3 separate regions of the Mus musculus genome follow, and all the other regions are linked to region 1. A link is a contact called in public HiChIP or PLAC-seq and promoter capture Hi-C data. All regions are on one chromosome and are shown on one strand. The core of a region is the stretch at or near the end of the contact, and the rest is flanking DNA. Distances in the headings are between cores, read along the strand shown.

What was found. Promoter capture Hi-C pulls out the DNA fragments that hold promoters and counts their contacts. HiChIP or PLAC-seq counts read pairs in DNA pulled down with a chosen protein or histone mark.
Region 2: a promoter capture Hi-C map of liver shows a contact between it and region 1, with 3 times the contacts expected there. The contact joins the promoter of Stx11 here to the promoter of Pex3 in region 1. A contact is called at or near these places in 4 of 39 promoter capture datasets (liver, pre-B cells and stem cell-derived epiblast-like cells) and 1 of 115 datasets of contacts at active chromatin or transcription factors (large pre-B cells).
Region 3: an H3K27ac HiChIP or PLAC-seq map of embryonic stem cells shows a contact between it and region 1, with 5 times the contacts expected there. The contact joins the promoter of Adgrg6 here to the promoter of Pex3 in region 1. A contact is called at or near these places in 1 of 39 promoter capture datasets (embryonic stem cells) and 2 of 115 datasets of contacts at active chromatin or transcription factors (astrocytes and embryonic stem cells).

The regions. Positions count from the first base shown.
Region 1 is chr10:13,550,073-13,555,104 of GRCm38.p6, reverse strand. Pex3 (peroxisomal biogenesis factor 3) reads left to right here and starts at 1,963. Exons shown (of 12, transcript NM_019961.3): 1 at 1,963-2,279. The coding sequence starts at 2,207. Adat2 (adenosine deaminase, tRNA-specific 2) reads right to left here and starts at 2,198. Exons shown (of 6, transcript NM_025748.4): 1 at 1,744-2,198. The coding sequence starts at 1,839.
Region 2 is chr10:12,962,004-12,966,582 of GRCm38.p6, reverse strand. Stx11 (syntaxin 11) reads left to right here and starts at 2,324. Exons shown (of 3, transcript NM_029075.1): 1 at 2,324-2,583.
Region 3 is chr10:14,541,350-14,546,372 of GRCm38.p6, reverse strand. Adgrg6 (adhesion G protein-coupled receptor G6) reads left to right here and starts at 1,337. Exons shown (of 25, transcript NM_001002268.3): 1 at 1,337-1,459. The coding sequence starts at 1,458.

The DNA of each region.
Region 1 (5,032 bases), core at 714-3,213:
AGTTGTCCTGGAATCTTCACACACATTCGAGCACACACACACAGATACATACACACACATGTGCACCTGCTCCACACACATGTGCACACAACAATCACTTATTTTTAAACTCCCCAACCAAGTGGGAAGTACATAGGTAGAAGCAAAGAGATAGGGAGTGTCAAGAGCTTTATCCACTGTGCACCCAACATGCTGCAGAACATTGCTGTCTTGGCAGCCTTTCTCTACTTCCAGGTCAACGGAGGACTGGGCTTCTTGGTACCTAGTTCCTCTGGGTTCGTTCTCTCTCTCTCTCTCTCTCTCTCTCTCTCTCTCTCTCTCTCTCTCTCCTTCCAGCAAATTTATCTCACTAGAAATGATAGGGCTACCTTAAAGAGACATACAACATAATTGCTAAGGCACAGCTTGTAGGCCAGGATGCTGGTGAGTGGCTGAGCAGATGCAACGGCCATTGAGAGAAAGTGAAGCTCTAGGAAAGCAGTCTATGGGGGTTGATTGAGAAGAACTGCTTCCCAGGGCAAATACATGCAAATGTGCATGCATTTCCTCTATGGACAAGTTCAAAGCTTGAGGCTGAAAATCCACAACACTCCACCCAGTCTCAGACTTTCCATTGCCCCTCCCATTTCTTCCAGTCTGTCCCTTCCCTTTGTCACAAATGCAAAAGAGTTGAGTCAAATAGGTCTAACTGTTTAGATGGATTTGAACTTAAGAAGCTGGCCTTCTTTGGAAGAGGCCAAAGCTCTGCCACTGAAATGGTGACTTGATCTTCCTTAAACCAACAAATTCTCAACTCGACAACTGATGAACAAAGGCTCTCTTCTTCCCACCCCGAGCTCTGAGAAAGATGACCAAAAAAAAAAAAAAAAAAAAAAAAGATGTTAATTAAAAAATTAAAAGAATGCATTATGCCATTTGTCTGGGGGCGTGGGGTGGAAAACATGTTTCTGTCTTCTAGATTTTAATTTCTTATGAAGGTGAACTTCTGTAACCATTAGAATAAAAAGGTGAGATATTTTAATTTTGTAAAAGAATAAACAAAAATAATATCCCCACACCAAAGGCTGAGCTCAGTTTTAAGGCCTTTACAATGCTGTAAACAAATTGGTGTTCCATGTTCACAGAATGAAAACCCAGCATCAAACTGTGTATACATACATAGTTTGTATGTATATCCCTGCCACAAACGTCTATCCCTGCCACACATCGATATGGGTAATAAGCTTGGGAAAACATGTAAAAATACGACCAGAGCTCTCCATGATGAGCAATCTATAAGAATCGCAGGAAGGAAGGGAATACAAGGGCAGAGAAAAGTATCGTAGAAAGAGTAGACACATCATCGGTGAGGATTGTACCAGGACACGTTTTGATATGACCCTTTACAGAAACATCAGCTTCCTCCCATTATATGGGAGCAAGCCATAAAATAATGTGGCTTTATGGATTTGAAAGTATGTGTCCACATGGGAAGGAAGATAGGCAGGTAGGGAGCACACATCCCCAGGCGGCAGATAAGACTCCCTGTAATACATCAATCGAACCGTTTCTGTATTTTCCCTTCACCCCAATTACTATGAGACAAAGCTAAAGAAAAATTCCCCCTAGAATAAAACAAGTTGCTGCTTCAGGTATTTTCAGACATGATAGATAGCGCGCCCGGCACATTTGCTCAACTACTCTGGTCAGGATATGGCCGGGAGAAAGTTTGCGCTCTCAGCATCCACCTGCCCGATTCCTCACCATTCGCATCGCCTCCTCCATCCACTTTTCCGTCTCCTGTACGGACACCACGCACGGGCCGTCTGGAGTAGTGGTGGACTCCACCTTCTCCTCCATACCTCCGCCGCTCAGAGACTCCGGGCCGAGGGACGAGAGAAGAGAGGACAGCGGAACGCGGCGGGAGCGGACCTTGCTTCCAGGAGGACGGGAAAAGACGAGGCACCCGGGAGCTATTTGCGGACGGACCCAGGCGTCCCGGATCAGTAAGCGGCGGCTGGGGGACCGAAAGCGTCGCTGCTCCGCTCTAGTCCACGCCCCCTTCCTCCGCTTAAGCCACAACCTCTGCTCAGAGAAACGTCTGTGGTTTCTGGAGAGCACCTAGCGCCGCCACCGCGCTGCTGCCGGAGGTCCAGGCCAGGTGGACGGAAGACACGGTGAGCCAGCCCCTCTCCCCTAGGCAACCCACACAACACGGGGTCTGGAGATGCTGAGATCAATGTGGAATTTTCTGAAACGTCACAAAAAGAAATGCATCTTCCTGGGCACAGTCCTCGGAGGTGAGTGACAACATGCTTTTTAGAAGGGGCCATTGGCAGAAAGGAGTGACAGAGGTGACTTATAAAAACAGGCAGGGCCCACTGATACCAAACTGGGATTTGTCGAAGGGATTGGCTCAACCGTCAAAGAAGAACCTCTAAAGTTCTTTTATCTGGATCTCTGTGCCCTTTGCCCCTCACTCTGCCCCCGTCCTTTTTCTCCCCATGGGCCTTCAAGAGTCTACCCCAATGAAGTTTCTTTTCAAAGCACTATTCTCGTATAGATAGATACATTTGCCTTCCAATTTTCTTCTTTTGCTTTCCTGTTAGATTTTCATTCTGTTTGTCAACTCTGCTTTCAACCTTTCACACGAGTTTCGAAATATTCTAGGGCCATTATCTTAAGTCTGCTCTTTGAGGTGGTGTTTAAAGGTAAACCGAAAACAGCATGTTGCTGTAAAATATACAGCAGATAATTTCTGTTCTCCAATTGTAAAGTACAAACTATATATCAACACAGTGCTTATTCTGCAGTGTTGTCAGGACTGGCAAGGTTGTGGTCATGATCCATTTTGGTGATATAGTTGAGTTCACTGGCTGAGAGGAAAGTTAGAAACAGGATAAAAATCTTGATGCTGGAATTGTAACTTTGTGGTAGAGTGCTTGCCTAGGCTGACTGCATTGGGTCCCAGGGAAGGAGCAACACACACACACACACACACACACACTGCTTTAAACCCTTTGTCTTGGAAAGACAACCCTCAGTTAATAATTATGGGATTTTAAGAAGGGAATCTTTTGAACAACACAAAAAGGGAGTTTAAAAGAATTTTTAAAACTTGAGTTTTAAGAACTGTTACCACTATCCTCTGATCTATGTGTGTGTGTGTATAAATATATCATAATATGACTTAAAATATTAGGACATTTGTAAAACAGTAACCACATTCTGCATATCTCTGAGGTATAGCACAAATGAATAATAGTTCATATTTTATAGGAAATACTTTATAGATACAATGTGTTTTATATTACCTCCAGTCTCTAATATCTAAGGTATATAAATTGTACCAATATTATAGAATACATATGCTAAAGATAAAGTTGTCATGGAAGACGTATAAAGAAAAATTTTTGCTCTACCTAAGGGAAGAAAATTGTCTCTAGCAATTTCAGAGGGAAAAGCCTAACCCTTACAGTTTATGAAATACTTAATGGCAGATCAGAAATAATCATAGGAGAAATTAAAGAGTATATGCATATAGTAATAGGTTTTTTTTGAAACGATATTGAGAGTTTTATATTTGGAGATGAAGAGGAAGGAAAAAACTGGGTGTGGTGGCACACACTCTTAATCCCAGCACTCGGAAGCAGAGACAGGCAGCTCTCTGAGTTGGAGGTAAGGTCCAGAACACCCAGAGCTTCATATTGAGACCCTGTCTCAAAAAACAAAAGACATACAAACAGAAAACAAAACAACAACAAAAGGGAGGGGGAAGAGATTCAAAGGTATAATCGAAGCACTATTGCTTTTTTAGCAAAACAAAAAGTCTTAAAAGAGTTGAATCTGGCCGGGTGTGGTGGTGCACGCCTTTAATCCCAGCACTCCGGAGGCAGAGACAGGCGGATTTCTGAGTTCGAGGCCAGCCTGGTCTACAAAGTGAGTTCCAGGACAGCCAGGGCTATACAGAGAAACACTGTCTCAGAAAATAAAAAAAAAGAGTTGAACCTGAGCGGGGCAGTGATGGTGCACACCTTTAATCCCAGCACTTGGAAGGCAGAGGCAGGTAAATTTCTGAGTTTGAGGCCAGCCTGGTCTTCAGAGTGAGTTCCAGGACAGCCAGGGCTACACAGAGAAACCCTGTCTCGAAAAAAAAAAAAAAAAAAAAGAGTTGAACTTACCTAGTTTTATTTGTAAGAGTTCATATTTTTTCTGTATTGTAAGAAAATTCCTATCTTACATTTTAAGAAATATGAAATATTTATTAAGTGATTATACTATTGTGACCGGTATGATTAAATAGGTATAATTTATATATATTTTAATCACATATATGTACTAGGGACCCACCATATGTTAAACAGCATACTAAGTCCTTTCCAACCTCTGGAAATGGCAGCAGTATAGTTACTATTAGGCCATTGTAAAATTGAGAAACTAGAGTCCCTAGACTTTAAGAAACTTGCTAAAGGTTTGAGTTATTAACAAGGAAATAAGAATTCAACCCCAAGTGTGTTAGATCCCAATGCATATTATCATCCCATACTCTACACTCTGCCTCAGTGGGTTCTTTATGTTTTAAGAATGAAGAAATAAGTGAAATACTGTTACTAGACCGTGATAGAGTTGAATACAGAGCCTAGTGGTACGCAGCAGCATGGAGTTGTATAAAATGAGGCAGATTTCACAAGAGGAGTTGCATATTTTGAAAGCTGAGTAAGGTGTTATTATGTATGATCAAAGAGTTAGATATTTAATGCTGGAAAAACACAACAAGCAGAACTTTGGGTTGTGTGGCTTCTAAAGTCAGACTTTCTAGTTCCTACCCTTTAGATGGTAATTGCTGTGTGTCCATTTACTCCACTTGACCATTGAGGCTGGAGAAGAGCAGTGGTTCTCAAACTGTCTGATGGGAAAGAGTGTAGAGTGCCAGTGACAACATTTCAGTATGACACAAATATTGTGGACCTCATAGATCTCCAACAGACTCCAGGGAGGTCCAGACCATACTTTGAAAACCACTGGACAAGAGAAAGTGTCACGGAACAGAGGA
Region 2 (4,579 bases), core at 1,075-3,574, 590 kb after region 1:
GCACAAGTTAAAAGCCATTTTAGAACACTTTTATATTCACACACACACACACACTCTTGTACACACACACACACACACACACACACACACACAAGTTGCCGAACTGATGCTGTCCCATATTTTCTGTTCTAGGTTCCCCTTCTATCACCATCATACATTAAGAGGACAGATTCATCCTGGCTGAGAAGCCAGCCTCCTCCCTCCCTCCTTATTAAGGTTCCAGGCACATTCCCCTAATGTTTTGTTTTCATTTCCGAAGATTCCTTTCTTTTATTTTATATATGGGAATGTTTTGCCTTCATCTACCATGTGCATATCATGTGTGTGCCTGGCACCAACAGAGGTTAGGAGAGGCATTGGATCACCTGGAACTGGAGTTAGTAAGGACCATGTTGGTGCTGTGAACCAAACTCAGGTCCTCTGCAAGAGCATTGAGTGCTGGGTCATCTCCCAGACCCTTTGTTTTTGTTTAATTCCTAATCCCGCCTCTCAGCCATCTCAGGATCTTCTGTGGCAGTTTAAGATTCCTTTCTAATGTTTGTTGTACGACCTTTCAACAGCTGTGAGTAATATTGGTCAGGCATTTTTGCGGGTGGGGGTGGGGGAGTGCAAGTGGATTTGTGCTTGTTGAGCCAGAGGCAACCTCTACTCACTGTCATAACATCATTTATCACCTTTGAAACTAGGTCTCTTACTGGCAGGGAACTTCCCAATGATTTAAGCCTGGCTGGTCTCCTGCCTCACCAAGGCTCTGCAGGCACATTTTTATGTAGGTTGTGGGGAATCTTAGCTCCTCGAGCTAAAGGGTAACTGCATTATCCCCTGAGCTATCACCCAGGCCCATAGCTAGGGAGGTTTAAGGGTGTTGGGTTGCTAGGTTTCATTGGATATTTCCTTCATGATAAGACTACGGTGAGCTGGGAGACAGTGCTGTACGCCTTTAATCCAAGTACTTGCAGGTGGATCTCTGAGTTCGAGGCCAGCCTGGTCTACAGAGTGAGTTCCAGGACAGCCAGGACTACACAGAGAAACCCTGACTCAAAAAAACAAAACAAAACAAATGAAAAGCAAAACAAAACAGAAGGCTGGGGCATGGAGGAGAAAGGCCCCAAGGATAAAGTGTTACCTTTACCTGGCTTTAAGTATCTGACCTTGTGTATTGGGTGAACTGTGTGGCTGCTCTGTGTGTGGTAAAAACTACTTTCCGTCTCCTTTCCATACAGTCCTCTGTTGAGGTGAGGAGCAGGCTGGCCCACACTTAGAGTGCAGAGACAAGCTTCTTTTCCATGAAAGTGGAGTTTCTGCTTAAGTTGCCTGAAGTTGCTCTGCCCCGGAGATTTGTCTTTCTGGCCTTACCTGGCCTTACATTAGTAGATCGATTCATCGGTCATTTCACATTAGATGGATAACTTTGGGTTACCGTAACACCTTGTTCCTCAAATTCTTCTGGCGGTGGCTTCCTATCAATGCATATCATCTTTCTTTCTTCCTGTGTTCTTTTTTTAAGATTTATTAAATATTATTTATTATTATATGTAAGTACACTGTAGCTGTGTCTTTCAGATACACCAGAGAAGGGCGTCAGATTTCATTATGGATGTTGTGAGCCACTGTGAGCCACCATGTGGTTGCTGGGATTTGAACTCAGGACCTTTAGAAGAGCAGTCAGCGCTCTTAACCACTGAGCCATCTCTCCAGCCCCTCCTCTCATACTTTCTTTGTTTCTTGATGGCTAGCCTTCTACCTTGTTTGTCCAGCGGTTTCCCACCCCCTAGCCAGAATGCCCCTTTTCTGTTTCTGAGCCCCCAGTAGGGTGCCAGGCAACGAGGACAAGGTCGTGGCAATACTCCTGTGGGTGTCCCACTGACAGCAGGCAGGAAGGGGCTAGTGGAAGGCGGGGCTCAGTGTCTACGTGGTCCACAACCTCGGGTTAGGCAGTCGTGCGGGTCCCCGCTGGCGCAGCCACACCCACGCTCAGAAACGGTTTCTAGTGCCCTAGTTTCGGAACTACTCTGGACTGCAAAAGTCATCCGCGCTGAGGGGTTTTCCCGCGGAAAGTCCGATGGATCCCGCCCCGCCCATCTCTCCATCCCAGAGCAAGGAAGAAGAAAGAGCAAGTTCCCGGGTGGTCCACACCGTCGCCCGCAGCATCTCGGGGTGCACAGGAGGGGAAGAAGGCTCGTGCTTAGGTTCCCAGCAACCCGCAGCGTGGCGACCCCAGTCGGGACGGGAAGCTGCGCGCCTAGCCGAGGGCGTCCCCGGGGCGGGGCCCTGGTCCCCAGCTGTGCAGCCTCAGCGCGGCAGGGGCGGAGCCAGCAGCACCAGACGCGGCCCTGCGGCTCAGGGCTCGGACCCCGGCTGAGAAGCGCAGCCCGGGCCAGCAAGAAGCGGAGGGGGCAGAGCCGCGGGGACACGCCGCGGTGTCCTCCCGGCGTCCGGACGCTGGATCAGCGCCCCGCAGGATCACGGTTCGTTTTGTCCCGCGAGTCTGCTTAGCTCTCTAACTCTTTCGACATCGGGGACCCAGGTTCGGGGTTGGCTGGAGTGGTGGACCGCGCTGGCAGGGATGCTGCGCAGCTGCAGGTGGGTTTGGGGTGTGGTTCCCTCTGTGCCTCTAGGTACCTTCAGGACGAGGCTTTGGGTTTCTCACCTAGAGCCGAGAGCTTTTTTTTTTTTTTTTTTTTTTTTTTTTTTTTTTTTTTTTTTTTTATGTTTAAGAATATAATGCGTTATCAGAAGTGCTTCAGAAATGTAGACTGACTCTGAAGCTTCCTGAGGCAACTTCTGTTTTGAATTTTTGTTGTTTTTATTTAATGGAGGTGTTTTATTCAGTTCGGTCGCCACTTTCTCTAACACATCAGAATGGACACTTCTCCACTTGAACTTGACAGTATGACTCAGGAGCCAGGAAATACAGGAACACTGATACCGCGTTGAAACAGCTCCCACGGAGGATTTGGGGTAGTTTGTTTTAGGAAACCGATCTGATGGCTTTGCTTAGAGAACCACACCACGGAATTCTGTTGGCTTCTTTGGCTCCGCGAACATCAGCTGAGACCTGCGTTTTACTTCCTGTGACTCTCACACTTATTAGAGCCATTTCTCAGCAGAGGGAGGAGCTGTTGTTTCTACACGGGTATCCACAAATGAGTCACAAGTCTACTACAATTGCAAGGCTTTGTTAATACGCTTTTGAAAAGTGAGGTTGGATTCCTGTACTTTGAATAAGACCGAAGATTCAGTCTGGTACTGTCAAACTGGGGCAGGCGGCCTAGGAAGTAACTATTCAAGTTTTCAGTTTCCTAGAGCGCCTGATGGGACAACATGCCAGCTAGGGTCACTAGGCTGATCTGAGATAAACCCTTAAAATCATGTGCTTTCCCACAGAAGCTGAAGAGAAAATTAATTTCTTTATCCAATAACCATTTGGCTGTTGTTTTCACTAGTTGGTAGAAACTGGACATTTAATGAAGTGATTGTAAGTTACTCTGAAATTTAAAATATTTCAGAAAGTTTATTTTTACCAAATTAGTGCCTTAAAAAAAAACATATAGAAGCTTTTGAAGAAAGTAGATGGTTGCTGGAGCCAGACATTAAGATGCTGAGTCTCCCTGAGGCTGGATAAAGGCTCTAAGAAATAGACTTCCCTATCTAGGAGCTCAGTAGAGACAGGAATAACTGCATATCCTGGCTGAGCTGAGGTCAGCCTTAGACAGCAGTTGCAAGGTTCTGGTCTGTTCCAGCCTTTTCATCCAGGTCCATGCATGCAATATGGACACAATGCTATCCTGGCAGCCAGGGCCACAGCTGAGCAGATTCTCCTGGACATCCAACACCGTGAGATGGATGCTATGGGAAATTTATACCCAAAGAAGGTGCCCCAGTGTGGGGGATCAGAGTATCCTGGATCACTGCTGGGACAGCAAGGGAAGGTCTGGGTTCTCATCATCTGCTTGTCTTGGTTGGCAGCCTAGTTTTCATTCAATACATGCATGATTTAAAAAGCATATTAGCATATGTCTATGATTTAAAAGCCCATTAGGAAGGCATGGCTTTTAAAGTGTTTGAATTAACCATGTTTCACATTACTTAGCAGCTGTGTAAAGGCAAACCCAGTCTCTGTTATCATCCCTGGGCAGTTGGGGGCACTCTTTTAAACACCAGAGTGACTTAGGAGTGATTAGCAGCTGTCTACTCACCAGTTGATACAATAGTTGCTCCCCATCTGAGGACTGGCTTGACTCCCATGATTTTTGCTACCCAAGCTCTGAAATAGAAAGTTCCAGAATAGTAGTAGTATATTTTGATTTATTTTACTTGAGACATGGTCTCACTGTGTAGCCCTGGCTGGCCTGGAATTCACCACACAGACCAGGCTGGCCCAGAATTCACAAATTATCTGTCTGCCTGCTTCTACCTCCTGAGAACTCATATTAAAGGTGGGTGCCACCACACTTGTCAGTAAGATACTCTGAGAGGAAAAACATCCACACCAAATTAATTATAACCATATTGCTGCAATTGTTCCACCTCTAATTCTTGTTAATCTCTTGCTGTGAATAATTTGTGAATTTAAACT
Region 3 (5,023 bases), core at 88-2,587, 990 kb before region 1:
GTTAATCTACTTTTATGGCTTTTGTGTGTGTGTGTGTGTGTGTGTGTGTGTGTGTCTACAAGGAAAGCCGTACTGCCTCACTCTGAATGGAACCAAGTCTGGAAAGGCCGCCGCCCCTAGCACTCTGAATTTAGTCTGGTAAGGCACAGCGCAAGGGACCCTCTGCTGGAGCGCTTCCCTGTCTTTTAGCAAGTGGGTGTGCCTATATCCCTTGCAAAGCAGTTTCTCAGGAGAAGCATTGCCTGGCTGTCTTGACTTCCCCTAGTGAGCGGCTGCACTTGTATTAGTAAATTAATTCCACTCAAACAGAAAAAAAAAAAAGTTAAATTTAAAGGAGGCATATCGCCCCAAACCTCTCAAGCCCTCCTCCACCTTTCCCTCATTAAATACCCTTCCCCCTGTCTTTCTTTCTTTTCTTTCTTTCTTTCTTTCTTTCTTTCTTTCTTTCTTCCTCTCTCTCTCTCTCTTTTCTTTTCCATTTTCTTTTCTTTTCTTTTCTCTTCTCTTTTTCTTTTCTCTTCTCTTCTCTTCTCTTCTCTTCTTTCCTTCCTTTCTCTCCCTTCCTTCCTTCCTTCCTTTCTTCCTCTCTCTCTCTCTCTCTCTTCTTTTCTTTCTTTCTGGAGGAAAATTGAGGGGACGGGCGGGGGGGGGGGGCGGAGGAGGAAGAACTAAGAAAGGGAAAAGTAAGGGACAGCCCGGGTTCTTGGCAGCGTTCAGAACACATGCCCACTGGCGCGCCTGCGTTCGGAGCTCCTTCACCCAAGCTCTGCGGGTTTCTGCTCTCGCGGCCCGCGGGTGACCTCGGGGTCAGCGGGGTCCCCTCCCCGGAGCTGCTTCTGGCTCTGTGCCAGTCTTCCAACCCCGCCGCCCGCGCCGGTCCCGCCCCGCGTGGCGACTTCTCCCTTTGCCTCTGCCCTCGGGTGGCCGGCCCTGGGTGGGGCAGCTGCGCCTGCAGGACGGTCCTCTGTCCTCTGAACGCCTAGAGCTGGGGCCACCCGGGGGGCGCGCCGAGCCGCACCTGAGCCTCAGGGGGAAACGGACGCCAGCGCTGCGCCGCGACTGGCCGCAGGCTCAGGAGCCTGGTGATCTCAGCCTCTCCAAGCCCCGCAGGCCGGGATCGGACGCCACCCGCTCGCCGGAGCCCTTCGTCCCAACTCTTGTGAAAGTTCTTCGCCCGGGCGGCAGAACCTGCCGCGGTCAGCCGCTCCCCCGCGCGCCGGACCTGATCTTGAACTCCACGGCGCGCGCCCCGGGTCCACCTTGCGCCGCCCCTTGCGCAGGCGACGAGCAGCTGCCGGGAAACCCTATGAACTCTCGAGAAAGGGCGTGACGAAGGGTCCTGCGGGTCGCGGTCCCGAAAGCCGGGATCTTCTTCGGTGGAGCTTGAGGGCAACAACGCAGAGAGCGCTGGAGGATGAGTGTGCGGCCTCTGGGAATCTCCACACGGTAATGCCAGCATGTAAGTCGCCTTCCAGGTTGGAGCCCATCGCACCTCCATCTGTGTCCCCTTCACCACTTTAGAGCAGCGCTTCCTAGAAAGGTACCAACTGCAGTAAGAGAAGCTTCAGCGTGCCTCCTCGAGGCACCCGGGACTGGGTATTGCCAAACAGAGCCGGAGCATGTGTGTGTGGCTTTCTCCCCTAGAGAACCCTTTCTCCCCTAGAGAGTTAAACCTCACTTTTGGGCAGTGGAAAAAATAAGAATGGCAGGGTTTTGATTCAGGTTAAACAAGTAGGAACGCACTGTGTATCTGTCTTCAGGGTCCTGGTCCTGTCAAGCCAGCATTCCCGGGATCAACACCTAGGGTCTGGGAAGGTACTGCCAGCGAGACATTGGCTTTCAGCTGTCATTTTTGCCTGTAGAAGTCCTTCTTAGACCTCATAGATATTTAAATGAGTTTTTTATCCAGTTGTAACCTCCCACCTCTCGCCGTTTTCTTTGAAGAACTCAGAAAAGTGTTCTCAGTAGAAGATGTTGATTAACAAGTAAATAAGGAATGATGGAGGCTTCCGGTAGAATTACAAGTAGGAGGCACTGGAGGAGAGGGTGAGACAGAAAAAGCATGAAGGTTTTGCCTGGATGGAACTACCATCCAAGTTGTGGGATGGCTCAGAGGGACCTGGTGAAAGAGCAGCCTCCGCAGTTCCTGGCCTTCCCAACTGGTCAGTGATTCTCAGAAGGGTCACACTTATCTTTGCGGTGAACTTAAACGTTGTTGCCTTTTTTCACACTGTAATTATTCCCTCGGCCATTTGCTTTATTCTTGGGCCATCAACTTGGCAGACGTTTAACCCCCTTCCACTAACTTGTTGAAGAGGTATAACAAATTGATACTTCCCTCACTCCATTACTCCATCCTTACTTATTTCCACTTCAATTTCCTCTTCCAGGTTACCACCAAGCATCTTGAGTCTTTATTTCCCTTCGCTGCTCTGTCCTGTCTGCATCCCCAAACGCGTTTTTAAGGTGGGAGACAGAACAGAGCATACCAACCACACCCGCCATGCCGCAGCTCTGATCTCTGCTCTGTGCCTTGTAATGAATACCACTTATTTTTATTAAAACTCCATGTGAAGTAATGCCACACCTGTGACTTTTACAGTTTTGCTTCTGCCAGTGGAATGGACGAATGGATAACTTGTAAGCGTTTGTCTTGGGAAACAGCCAGCCTTGTAACATAAGACTGGTTCGCCTATGCAGGCAACAGGTTTGGAATGACTGCTAAGTTTGTTTCCAACTTCAGTTTTTCCTGCAAACATACCCTGACTTTTCACTGGAGATGTTTAGGCAGCCTCCCCAGGTATAGAGACCTCATGGGATTAAAAGCACACACACACACACACACACACACACACACACACACACACACACACACACACTACTGATCAACCAGTAATGATAACACTCTCGCAATTTGGATTAAGTGTGATTAAATTTATGTCTTCTCAGGTTGAGTCATGAGCAAACAATCATTCAAAGCTTTTTGTCCTTGATTTAAATTTCTTTACCAAATTCTTTTGCTGGAAATATTTTCTCTCTTTCAAGATGGTTATGCGTATTTTCTGTGCAGTTGTTTGAGACAGCTTAACCCATTTTAGCCAAGTTAGACTACATGGAGATAATGCCAAGCTACCCAAGGAAAATATTTCTATTATCTTGTTAAAAACGTTGAAATGGGAGACAAATTATATTTTTCAAATTTTAATTTCAGTAAATAAAAATACGCAGGCTACTTAAGGGTCTTGGCAGGGTCTTTCTTGTGTAGAACAAACTTGTATATTGTTACCCTCATGGTTTGAGATTACAGACTTTATAAATATATTTAGGAGTTATTACAATTGCAGGTTTTTCATGCTCTGAGAAATTGAGGAGATTTAGGAAGGCTGGCCTTTGTGGGTCTCACACTGCATGAAGATACTGTTCCATTTATGGCTTTTATAAGTTACATGACATTGTGCCTTTCCAATGTGAATGGTGAATGAGACCATTGTCTGTTAGCTTATGGGAAGTATTAGAAGCCCATATTTGTTACTGCCTAAGTGAAATGTCGCTCTGATTTCTGGAAATAATGAGAGAAATGTCATTTATATATTAAAAATAAACAGATGATAATGTCTTTCAACCCAATATGTTTCTAACTGTCCACATATTATATAGAATTTACATTTCTGAGGAATGAAGAAGTTTCTAGAGACTATCTCATACTTAGACTAAACAGAAAGTGTGTAGTATTTGTGGCAAGATATATATTTCCATGTTCAGGCCTAGTTGGATGACATCATTGCCTTGTCAAAGCTAGATGACATTATCATGTATACTGCTCTGTGGAAATGATGACATTTAAGGGCTGTACCAACTCCCAACTAAGAATTCCAGTATAACAAGTGCGGCTACCTGGATCATCTTAACCTTCCCTTCACTTGGAGTGGAGTTCTTTGGAATGCCTTTCAAGATGATTTAAAAGGCAGCCGATGCAACGAAAGCTAGCATGTTTATGAAAGCGTTGATAAAAAAATACACAATCAGAAAGAGAAATATTTATACTGTAATAGAAAAGTATGTATATGACTTGATCCTGCCAATCCAAATACAGGAAATCCAAGAGAGACACTTCTGTCAGCTGACAGTGATCAAAGCAATGCCACTTACCAGCACGGGTGACAGCACTGATATACCCCAGGGCATATTTTGGCTGCATTTAAGGGGTTTTTTGTTTGTTTGTTTGCTTGCTTGCTTTGTTTTAATAATTGTAAACCTACAAGAAATTTGAACGAATACAAATAACTTTCACAGGAGACTAGAGAGATGGCCCAACAGTGAGGAGCCTTGCCTCCTTTGAAGAGTTCGGGAGTCAAGTTCATAGCCCTCAGCTGGGTGGGTGGCTCATAATTGCCTATGACTACAGCTCTAGGCCCAACACCTTCTAAAGGCTCTGTCTCTCTCTCTCTCTCTCTCTCACACACACACACACACACACACACACACACACACACACACACCCCAATGCAAGGAACAACTAAGTATTCTTTTCCCAAGGGTTATGTATTATCATTTGTAACATCATTTGTTTCGCTCATTTCCTGCATGCACCTACCCTATAATTTTGTCTTTTTCAGAATTTTCTGAAATCATGTTGCACACATCAAAGATTTAATTTTTTCAATTGAAAATTTTTAAGATAATTGTAGATTCAATTATATTTGTAAAAAATTGCAATATCCCATATATCCATTGGCTAATTTTTATTAAGAACATTTTACAAAACAATAGAGCAAAATAGGAAAAAAAAAGATGTTGATAAATTAGAGTTATCTCTCCCAGTTTACTGAGTGTCTACATGTGTGTATCCATTCATGTGTGTGTGCCTGTGTGTTCCTGTATGTGTGTGTGTGTATGTGTGTGTGTGCACCCATTTGTATAAATTCTCAAGGTGACTTCATGGTATGAGCCAGTCATACATATTCAAATAAGGAAGGCTTTGTGAAGACCTGAACAGTAAGTGAGACTTTAGTAGTGGTGTGGG